2 separate regions of the Mus musculus genome follow, and region 2 is linked to region 1. Evidence: chromatin contacts called from public promoter capture Hi-C data. All regions are on one chromosome and are shown on one strand. The core of a region is the stretch at or near the end of the contact, and the rest is flanking DNA. Distances in the headings are between cores, read along the strand shown. Region 1 holds the start of Nars2 (asparaginyl-tRNA synthetase 2 (mitochondrial)(putative)). Region 2 holds the start of Capn5 (calpain 5).

Region 1 (5,906 bases), core at 2,307-4,806:
CTTCAAAGACAGTCTTAACTTAAATGACAGGTATGTGCATGTACAAATGAGAAGTCTTCAAGTAGACCGCAAGACTGCTGACAGCTACATTCCCAACCTGAATTTAAACAGCACAGGAGTTAATAGAGAACAATGCTTCCAAAGACAAAGATACAGTGTGAGGTATCCCCTAAACGTATAGAACTGGATACAAAAAAATATTTCCTACTAACCAGGCTTGTGAAAAGCAAGAGATGAGACTACACACACACACACACACACACACACACACACCCTCCCTCCTATTACTACCATGTCTGTCGCTCAGCAACACCTACAGACACTATTACAGGTATGCACAAAATACTTTAAGGGAAAGAGGCACCCTTACTTGTTTTTAAGTTTATTGCTAGTACATAGATAACAATCTAATGTTTTTGTTGCTGTTTGTTTTTGAGACAAGGTCTGGGGTCCAGCACAGAACTTAAGAGAGATCCGCCTGCCACTGCCTCCCATGAACTGGGATTAAAGGTGTGCGCCATGACACTCTGCCTCTATATTTTCACTTATGTGTATGTGTACGTGTATGATATATATGTAAGAGCAGGTGCCCAGAGAGGCCAGAAGAGAGCACTTGAGTCCCTGAAGCTGGACTTAGGGTAGTTGAAAGCCTCCCTGTTTAGGTTCTGCTAATGAACTCAGCTCCTCTGGAAAAAAAAAAATTCTGGTTCTCTAGGTCAGTACCAAGTGCTCCAACTGCTGAGCCATCTCTCCCACACACACATTTTAAGTGAAAGAATATCTACTACCTATTGGACATGTGTCATGTTAAAAATAAAAGCTTACTTCCTTTATATACTGTCTCATACTGTTTCCATCTCATAAAAGTCCTAATGATTATCACACCTCTCTTACAAATAAGTAAACGGTGGCTCCAGGCTGTTAAATACAGTGCTGATGAACTGGTGTTCACGTGTGAACCCAAGGTTATGTGACTACAGAGGGGCCGCAGAGCATGAAGTGTAACCTACTCAGTCTCCTGTACAGGGCACTTCATCGCACCCAGCCCCCAACGGCACCCACAGTTGCTCAGTCTCGGTCAACGGTAACTTCGAAAGCACCACTCTTATGTTCATTTGTTGGAAAGTTCATATGGAGCACTTCTTATGTGCTTCTGTCCTAAATTCTAAGTACTGTGCTATTTAATCCTTACAAGGGCTAAACAAAGTGGCTGTGCGCATTTGTGAAAAGAACAGACACTTAGAAAAAAATTTAAAAGATAATCCAGGTAGAAAAAAATTATCAGGTAGTACACTTGGAACTCAAATACAGTTACTATTCTGAAGTATCAACGAGCTTCGCTAGAATGCTCTTTCCTTCCCGTCCTGCCTGGGAACACATCCTGCAGCTATGTACAGTCCATCAGTTACCCTACCTGGGGATACCATCCTCCAAGACAGCCTGATATGCAAGTAACACCTTCTTGAGCTTCACACAGCTCAGGAACTCCCTGTTTTCTTAGAGCTCGTTATTTGTACCACTCATAACCACCACGTTGCTGTAAACTAGGGCTAAACAGGAATATAATGTGAGTTTTACAGAGTTAGCTCCAAGGATAACAGCACTTTCTGCTCCTTCAGAGGACCCACATTTGGTTCCTAGTACCTTCTGGGGAAGCGCACAGCTCCTTGTAACTCCAGCTCCAAGGGATCTGACACCACCTACGGATCTCCATAGGTATTCCTATCTATGTGTCATAAACTCATGCAGACACACATACACAAATACAAGATAAAATTAATCTTTAAAAAGATTTGTCCTTACATTAAAAGTAAAAATAGGTAATGAATAACATGCTATTCAATTATACTCTGAATATCATTCACATGTAAACAATATAAACATATTTTTATTTTTGAATATATTTATATTTTTATATTTCCTTACTCCTCAAAGTTATTATATATTTTACTCTTACAACACACCTCCATGCAGTTGAAACACACTCAGGTGCTCAGAGCCACAAGTTGACTAGCAGTTTCCATATTATACCACTAAGCACCCAAATAAAAGGTCTGTTACCTCCGTAGTAGGTTCAGTTCATCTTTGACTCTTCTTTTGTTCATCACACAAATCAAGGTACAAAGAGTACAGCAAACAGTTTTGATAACTTTTGATTGGGATCATGGAACAAGTAATAAACCCAAAGAAATGCAAGGAAGAACAGCTTGGTCATAGTGCCAGATATCAGGAATATGGGTAAGACCTATTAGTTTATTTCAGTAATTCAAGAGGAAACAGCCAAGCACCAGTCTTACTCTTTCTGTGCTTTTAGGAATTTATTCAAAGCTGTCACAAATAACAGCATCTAACACTGACTGAGAGGCCTCTGTTCTAAATAGCCTGTCTTCATTAACCCGTTTAATTTTCAGAACTCTCCAAAATATAGACTATTATCTCCATTTTCATAAGAGAAACTGGGGCCTGAGGCACTGTCGTGACATGCCTATAAGTAACAAGCTACATAGTAGGGCAAGCGAATTAAGCCAAGGCAACTGCAGCCCTTAGCTTGTCAAACTACAACATTCTGCTCTTTCTCCTAGTTTAAATACATGGAAATCTCAGGAGCCTGAGTGACTGAAATTGAAAAGGTATGGATTCTCCTGTGTCCAACTTGTGTACAATGAGCCGCAGTGAGCAACTGAGGATAGCTATGAATGCAGCCCAACACGGACTCGTAAACTTTGAGACTTTTTAACTGGAGGGTAGAGGCGGTAACTCAAGTATGAACTTGGTAGGTGGAGACCTCATGTTGCAATGTCAAAAGGCTGGACACACCTGGAACCACTATTTCCTGCCAGCCAGGTGAACAGGAAAAAAGGAAAGACAGAATTTCTGTTCTCAAGGAACTAGGGCAAAGCATCCCAAGTTATTACTATAAAACTAAATAAATAAATAAATAAATAAGGGAGTGTTCATTTCAACTTTTCCGCATGATTAAAGTGTTTACAAGAAACCCCTAGGTGTCATGAAAACTCAGCTGCTGCACTTGTGATCGTCAGAACGATTTGCAAAAATAACAGTGCGGTCCCAGAAGTGTAGACTCTGGAGACAGCTCAAGTCAAGCAAGCTCAGGCAGCAGTCTTTCCACACACCCACCTGCACCGTTACGCACTCCCCTCTCGCGTCCTGGACCCTGAGGGCGTCCCGCACGCGCATTTTGGCAGACGCGCGGGGCCTGGGGCAGGAAACGGAGGAACAGAGGCGCAGCGCGCCGAGCAGGCGCCGGGCCCCGAGCATGGCGAGACCGGACAGGGTTCCACGGGATGCCGGGCTACGTCCCGGCTCACAGTCCCCGAGAGCAGCCTTTTTCAGCCGCGCAGTCCTGCCGTCATGCGCTCCTGTCGCTCTTCCCTCCGCGCCCCGAGCAGTTCCCACGGGACCCCACCTCCGCGTCCCGCTCCCGAAAGCACAGAAGGTTCGACTACACGGAACACAGCGGTCAGTGTCACACCGTACATGGGACCGGAGTGCAGACCCAGACTTAAAGCACGTTGCAACTGAGCTACGTCACCCCGTGCTCGCTCTTCCGTCATCACGCTGGGTGGAGTCTGAGCATGCGTGATTGTGTCCGGGAGCTCGTGAGGCGCCGCACCGGTAGGGGCGGTGCAGGAGCTGAGGTGGGCGGGGCTAAGGCGCAAGGGCTGTCTCAGGTTTCTCAGAAATAGCTACTGTTGGGTCATCTCTAGGGAGACTGAGGAATACTTGTGGGCAGTATTGACAGATGCAGAAGGCAAGTGTCTGTGCAGAGTCTTAGGGGTGGAGAGGAGTTCTGAGCTCTGGGAAGTCAGTCTCCAGACGTAGTACCTGCTGAAGTCACTGTTGGGTGGTAGCCAAACAATTCGTTGCTTAAAAAGGAGCTTTGCCTGCCAGAATGGGCAAATCTTTTCTCTTACTTGCATTTGTTTGAAAAGAAAAAAATGGCCTTTGCATATATTCAGCTACATTTTAAGTTTACACAAAAATATTTTTTCGTAACTCAGTGAGACACATGATAATGCTTTTATCTAGTTAAACAAGAAAAGGTCAAAATAAGGACTAATTAAGTTGCCACGATGAGACACCATACATAGTCCTGTTCATCAAGGAGCTTATGATGAAAAGATGTTGGTTGGGGAACAGAGACAGAGAGGGAGAGATAGAGACACAGAGACAGACAAAGAGACAGTGAGACAGAAACCGAGAGAAACCATCACATTATACCCAGCAAGAGCACACATAGATATGTGTGTGGTAAGTGGAGTGGCGACCCAGAGAAAGAGATAATTAGGCTGAGTTTGAGGAAGGTTAGAATTTTTCCAGATGAGAATGTCAGAAATTTTCCTGTAAGAGGAGGACAGGAAAATCTGCTGGGAAGGAAAATGGCCTGAAAGAATTGTAAAACTCTTCTCTGGACAGACTTGAAAATATCTCCAATAAAAATACTTTGGGGCACTTCTGGAACCTTGAGAAAGGAAAAATCAAAAACTTGTAGCCTTCCAAATATGTAGAGATAGCTTATATCTTAAAGTATAAAAGTATATTCGATACCCCCCCCAAAAAAAAAAGTGAAACCAGCAACCAGCAAGCTCAATTTCTCTTCAGGTTAATTCTTCTGTCTCATCTTTCTTCCTCCTCTTTGCTCTGCTAAGTCTCAGGGAGACTATCTTCCTCTACTTAAGGCAAAGGGTTAATTAGGAAACTAAGCAGAGAACCATTGTTCAGTAACTCAAGGGAAAGGGACCCCAGTGGGTAAAATGGGAAATTAGCAGTGGGTAATCTAAAGTGTGTAGTGAAAGCTGATCACTGCCTGCAAGCTTTGTGCTCAGACCCAACTGCTCCCGTTTATCCTTTACTGTGTTAAATTCTATCTTCTGATTTGCTTTCAGTGTTTGGATCCACACGTCTGCCTTTAGATTCATCGCCTTCCCGATAGCAGCAGGAATGACATTTCTAACGTGAATGTTGTACCGTGCCAGCCATAATGATAGGTAGAGTGTCACAGAGTGGCTGTTCCCTGCCAAGAACTCCTCACGTCTTAACTCCATCATCACAGTCACTCTTGCTTAGAAGAAACTGAAGTTTAGAGTTTTTGCCGTATACCCCAAGTTACTTACAGTCTTGTTTCATCCATGTTCTTACTCATTTTGTTACCCTAGTGATTAAACACCCATGAATTGTTCCTCTTACAACATAAAGACTTGGCTACCAGACTTTCTCTGATTCACAAAGTTTCCTGAAGTGACTTGGAGTGAGAATCAGAAATGAAATGTCTATGGTGTTACTCTCTGCTATTTTTTTTATCTGTGCAGTGAATTCTGTCAGTGTTACCCCTAAACTCTGTGAAGGATTATTTTTTAAGTAAAAAAAAAATTTTTTTTACTTGTATAGGTGTTTTGCCTGCATGTGTATCTATCTATGTACCGAATATGTTCCTGGTATCCACAGAGACCAAAAGTGGATGTTGTATCTCCTGAAATTGGAGTCATAGACAGTTATGAGCTGCCATTTGAGTGCTTGGAATAGAACCCAGGTCCTCTTAAAGAGCATCCAGTGCTCTTAAAAACTGAGACATCTCTGTAGCCTCTCTGGGAAGATTTTTGACAGGGTTCTACACAACACACTTTAGCTAACTTAAACCAGAAACTTCTTACAATTCTTTCTTCTGTTCTAAGCTGACAACTACTTATGTTTATAATATATTCTCTTTCTTGAGAAGAATACCCCAGATTAAGAAGGCTCGGGTCTCATGAAACTAGATAAGACTTTGATTTTAAAAAGTATTCATACTGGATGCATTTAAAAGATTGTTTCAGTGTTGTAGCCTAAAGCATATTCATCTTGAACTTCACAAGGCCCTGGGAAATTGTTTTCTGAGTTGATGATCC
Region 2 (5,906 bases), core at 2,514-5,013, 1.2 Mb before region 1:
CTAAAAACCCCTTCTCCAACGTTCTCAGCTCAGGTTCTCTCTTTGGAAAGGAATTTGCATTTCCATAGGATGGCTCTTCTGATGGGCAAGGTCTTGCCTTCTGAGAATCTTCTTTTTAAATCATCCCAAGGCACAGTACTAGATTCTCTCTTTGATGGGGATACTCCTTTCAATAACAACTGCTCTTGCACTGGTCTTGCCTGCAACTTTAAGCTCCCTCCTTCCCACCACCAAACTACACATTTTCATATCTCTCTGCTCCTCTGTTCCTCCTCTCACTGTAGGCCTGACAAGAGCAGTGAGCAGCAGCCATGACAGAGCCTGGTTACTATTAGATCCTGTCTTGGAAGTTGCCCTATTGAACAACTTAGTCCTGTGGTATGCATTACCCTTGGCGTTCTCATCCTCTAGACTCCCTCACAATGTCCCTTTGAGCTCTGTCTACACCTTTCTAGAAGAAGGTTCTATAGTCCATAGCCCCAAGTTCTCCCACATTCCTCTTGCAAAGCAATTCCAAATGACTTGCTCAGGTTTATTATAACAAAAACCCCATTCATGATACCAATTTTCTGTATTAGTGACTTTTATCATTGCTATGACAGTTGCTATTTAGAAAAGGGAGGTTTTGACTTATAGATTGAGAAAGGACACACAAGGTTCCTAGCCACACTGAGTCCACAGTTAAGAAGCACAGAGTGGACAGGGGTGGGGTTGTAAAATCTCAAGGCCTTCCTTAAATGACTTACTTCCTCCTTTGAGGCTTCACCTCCTGAAAGTTCTACAACCTTCCAAAACAGCACCATCTGATGGACACCACCTGTTTAAACACATGAGCCTACGTGGGCACAGTTCACATTCAGACACAGCAACACCTATAGTTCCAGCATTTAGTAGGCTGAGATGGAGGAAACATTTGAACTTGGGAGTCCATGGCCAGCCAAAATGATTAAAGAAGAAGAGGAGGAGGAGGGAGAGAAGGAGTAGGAGGAAAGGAAGGAAGGAAGGAGGAAGAGAAGGAAAAGGAGGAGGAGGAGAAGAAGAGGAAGAAAATAAAGGAAGGAAGGAAGGAAGGAAGGAGGGAAGGAAGGAAGGAAGGAAGGAAGGAAGGAAGGAAGGAAGGAAGGAAGGAAGAAAACCCGATCATGGGGGCTGGTGAGATGGCTCAGTGGGTAAGAGCACCCGACTGCTCTTCCGAAGGTCCGAAGTTCAAATCCCAGCAACCACATGGTGGCTCACAACCATCCGTAATGAGATCTGACTCCCTCTTCTGGAGGGTCTGAAGACAGCTACAGTGTACTTACATGTAATAAATAAATAAATAAACCTTTAAAAAAAAAAAAGAAAACCCGATCATTATGAATTTCACCTGGGAAACTCTGTAACACTATTACTCAGGAACAGTAATGATGGTGTTACTGACCTGAGCAGAGAAGATTCTGATTCTGGGCATTGGTGAGAGGCATAGAGCTCTGCAGAGCTAGGTAGAACGGGTTCTGATTCTGACCAGTAGAAGGGATGGGGCTATCCCTGGAAGGAATGAGTCCCCAGTTACAAGGGACTTTAAGTAGATCAAGGGGCCTACAGTGATGTCCTTTTCCTGAAAGCCAGGAGAGGAGAAGGAGAGGCCCAACACAAAATAGATAGAACCAGCATAGTTCGGTAGGTCTGGATCCCGGTTCTGCTGTTTACTAATTTTGTGACCTGGGGCATCTCCCTGAGGTTCAGGTCTGCCATTGACTAAGTGGGGCTAATAACTGTGAGAATTTAATGGAAAAACACCTAGCCATCAGGCTCGTTAATGGCACCATTAGATGACTAAGCTTATAAAAACCAATTGGCAGGGTCCTGAGGCCAACACATTGGCAAAGATGCATCATCCGCCCCCCAGAAAGCCTTGTTAGGTAGGCAGCCCAGCTCTTCCTGGCATGCCTTGATCTTCTGCTCCCCAAGGATCAGAGCCTCTGCTCCTCCATCAAGTCCAGATGCCCTCGACAGGTCGCTGTCTCTCTAGGTTTCTTCCCTCATCTGTCAGGAAGGTGGACGCTGCCAGAGATGGGCTCTGAGACAGGCCTCCCAGTCCAAGCCCGGTTCTAAGGCACCTGGGCCTAAACATCATGATGCAGGGTATGTGTCTCTGCTGCTGGAGACACTGTATCTTTATACAATGAGCAGGCTGGGCTAGAGGACAGTAACAGCTAGAGGGCCCCATAAGGACTTCCCAGGAGTTAAGCCAATGAGACCCCACGACTGCAGTGTGGGTGCTGCTTTGAGTTCTGCAGTACAGGTCTCATGTCCAAGGCCACACAGCTAAGGAGTCAAGGCAGAGCCCACGAATGAAACCAACACATAGTACCCTCTCCTGGCTCCATACTCAGAGCTATAGAAGAGAGTCAGAGCATTCTCTGGATACCATGGCTTTGTGGGCTGAAGAACACACTTTCCCAGACATGACCCCTGCTCTATCTCGGAAGATTTGAGAGGTGCCCTGACAGAGGTAATGCTACTTGCTACCTTGCTTGAGGACTTTGACTGAACCTTTTTGACATTTTTTGTCTCCACAATCACCATGTGCTTCTCCTAGAAAGCCCATTTTACAGACAAGGAAACTGAGACCATTAAAGGATATAGAACTTTCTCGGTAACTGGTGGAGTGAGCCCTTGATCCAGATCTGCTTTGTGGACCAAGGGCTTCTGGACAGAGACACGCTGAGGCTGTGTGGAGGCAATAGAAGAGCTTTTCTGTGGGGATGGAAAGAATGTAAAAACCCTAGGCCGGCGGCCATAGGCCAGGACTAGGGTAAATGGAGAGCGGAACCTAGTAGTCTTGGAACATTGTGCGTGGGTGGTGGTGGGTAGGGGGAACAGCAACATGGTTGGAAACTATTTGGTCAGTCAGGTAACCAGATGGAGCTACACTTAGGTGGCCAGGGACAGGGGTGAGGTAGAGGGCCGGATGACTGAGGTTGAGGTAATCATTAACAGAGACCAGGAAACTAGAGGGATGAGTGGGCCTGAGTTTCTGACCTGTGAGCGACTAGTATGACCAGGTCAGACAAGCTTTGTCTCTGTGGCCTTAGAGTGACCCAGCCTACTGTTGGCCAGCCCTGGTCATCTATAAATCTCCCTGGGATTCCCCCAAACCGCCTGGCCTGAGGAGATTGCAGTTTCCACTTCACAGAGTAAGAAACCAAGGCTTGGTGTATTCCAGGGCATTCTGAAGGCAGTCAGAGAGGGTCAAAAATCTGGGCCCTGCTGCTTTAGTCTACACTCAGAGCAGATAAATGCCCAGGACAGGACAGGTCTGGACAGGATAGGGCCAGCTTCCCTTAACTGACTGGGGCCCTCTGGACACCTCACCAGGGCCTACATTCCTCTTCTCCAGCTAAAATCTTGGGAATGGGTGTTTGGATACAAATGGAAAGGGAGTGGTTCTCATCTCATTGGGTCTTCCCATTCTCAGCTGCCCTGCCTTGGCCCTGTCTGAGCCCGGCTAAGATGCATACCCCAAGTCGGCCAACATTCTCTGCCAGCACTTAGTGGGGCACGCAGGTCCTCCAAGGCCAATGGCGAGGTAGGCAGCCAACGTCCCGGGATGCTCTCCTATCGCGGACAGCACTGGAGTGGGGTTTGAAGGAGTGTTGGGTCAGGGCCACCCTTTCAGTTTCGAGCCAGCACTATCGGGCGGCCTCAGGGAGGGGGGTGGGGGGGGGGAGGCACAGCCTCTCTAGTTCGCATGCGCAACAACCTCCCTTTCCCCGCCCCGCCCCACCCCGGGAGACCACGCCTCTGGCCTCCAATGGGAGGAGGCTGAGAGGAGGGGCGGGACAGACTGAAGCCCGGGGGTCCAAGTTCCAACCCCCGCCTGCGGGCTGCCGGGGTATCATCTCCCCGCAGAGTCCCAGGCTGTGGCGCGGGCTGGTCTAGCCTCCGCTCCAGTGCCCGCACTGTGCTCTGCATCCCGGGAGTCCAGCTCCAGCTGCGGCGACGCGGCAGGTAGGAGGCGCTGCGCGGAGGGAGGCGTGTGCGAGCGCACATTAGTGTGCGTTTGGGTGTGTGTGCAGGTGCAGCGCGGGCCAGTGCGTGCCTTGGGAGCACGAATCCGAGCAGGGGTTGTACATCCCGCGGATTCAGGGCTGGGAGTTGAGCGCTGGCCTGCAGGCCTAGGAGGCGGAGCCCCACCCCCACCCCACCCCCCAAAGATATGCCCGGGGCCCCTGAGCTCATCCCTACCTCCACCCGCAGCCCTGGGTGAGAAATCAACCTCACCTCCACCTGGGTGTTCTGAGGCCGCGTTCCCAGTGCAGAAGTGCTGGGGTGTGCTTATCACTGGTGGGCTAGACTCTAATCTTCCTTACAGGTCCCCTTTCCTGTCCTCACGCCTGTGCTCCTCAACCCATTAAACCTTCTAACCTTTCTAGATGTCCACATCCCATGGTTTGGAGTAGGCATGAGACCATGAGACCAAAGATCCCAGGTAGATGACCCTTCACCCCTTCTTGGCCACAATCCCCTAGTTGAATGGGGGTGGGGGGGGGGGCTCTTCCTTACCTTCAGGGCTGGGTGTGTGGCACTGGGAGCAAGGCGGGTCTGGCAGAAACTGGCTTTTTTCGGAGACAATTCAGGATTGATCCTATCTCCAGCTGTCAGGATTGGGGGTGGGGAGTGTAGGAAAGGTCCCCCTAAGGGGGCCCAGGGGTGGAGTGGGGCTGAAGAGCAATAACAGGTGCTCATTTGCCCTGGCAGTCTTTCCTGTGGTGAGAGTCAGCCCCAGACTTCACACAGATGAGCCCCAGCAGCAGAAGGGAAGGCAGCCTCTCTCTAAGGTGACCCAGCCAGAACTGGCACCCAGGATCCCAAGACACAAGCCTTGATCTCCTCTGTGCCAGAGGGTGGAACACTCAGCCAATGCCCAGGGCAGCTAAGTGTTCAGGGAGATCTTCCTGGGAAGCTCTGCTGTGCAAGGGAGGTTGAGGCCTCCCTGGATCCTTGCTGGTCCTTGCTGCAGGCTTAGTGTTTTGGGTGGAGGTGAAGAAGACCAGGGGGGGTCGGGTGTGGTGGGCCCAGCTGCTGCTACTGCCCTAGGCTGGGTCAGAGCTGAAGCCTGGGTGGAGCCTAACCTAAGAGGCTTCTCTTCCCACTGAGAGGATGGAGGGCCAACAGATGAGCTCCTGACTGGCGTGGTGAGAAGGCAGAGTCAAGCACAAGTCAGAGGGGCCATCCTTGCCTGGGAGCTGATGAGAGTTCATCTGAACAAGGACTAGGAAAAGTCCAACAAGGTGAAGAAAGGACCGTAGAGTCCAAACTACGAAACAGTCAGGCTAGGAAAGCTCACGGACAAACACAGGGTGTGACATTGAATGCCAGTCTGGACGGTGGGTGTGTCTGACAAGGACCATCTTTAGCTACCCTGGGGAAGAGGTTGCTATAGAGGTTACAGTAGGGAGAGCCCCACCCCCTTCCTGGCTGTTCTCAGCACCCACTGCAGGCTAGGTGTGACAAGTCAGGAGAGAACCCTCTGGGGCTCCCGGAACAGGAGTGGAAGGTCTAGGGGAAGCTTCACGGGCCCATTACTGGGTAAGAGCAATGTCTGCCTCTGAAACAGTACCAAACAGGTGGCAGTTGGGCATTGGTGGCAGGAAGCCTGTGGCTTTCAGTGGGACATCTGTGGGCTTCTCAGAAGCCTCTGCTGTCTCTGTCTTATTCTTCTCTAATTTCCCTGAATGCTCTTAGGATGGCTCTGAGATCTGGTCCCCCCAAAAGGAGGCCTTCCTTGTCCCCTCAGAGGGTGCTGGGAAGCCACTCTCCACCACCCTCTTGCCTGAACGGCCTGTCGTCTTCCTCCTGCAGACTGTCTCCTTGTCTTCCTGCTTGCCCATGGCCTTGAAGCAGAGAGCTTTGCCTGTGGC

What was found. Promoter capture Hi-C pulls out the DNA fragments that hold promoters and counts their contacts.
Region 2: a promoter capture Hi-C map of pre-B cells shows a contact between it and region 1, with 5 times the contacts expected there. The contact joins the promoter of Capn5 here to the promoter of Nars2 in region 1. A contact is called at or near these places in 2 of 39 promoter capture datasets (erythroid cells and pre-B cells).

The regions. Positions count from the first base shown.
Region 1 is chr7:96,949,177-96,955,082 of GRCm38.p6, reverse strand. It overlaps Nars2 (asparaginyl-tRNA synthetase 2 (mitochondrial)(putative)), which reads right to left and starts at 3,556. Exons shown (of 14, transcript NM_153591.4): 1 at 3,139-3,556. The coding sequence starts at 3,279.
Region 2 is chr7:98,176,131-98,182,036 of GRCm38.p6, reverse strand. Capn5 (calpain 5) reads left to right here and starts at 3,763. Exons shown (of 13, transcript NM_007602.4): 1 at 3,763-3,993. Gm16938 (predicted gene, 16938) reads right to left here and starts at 4,843. Exons shown (of 3, transcript NR_045972.1): 1 at 4,549-4,843; 2 at 2,627-2,712.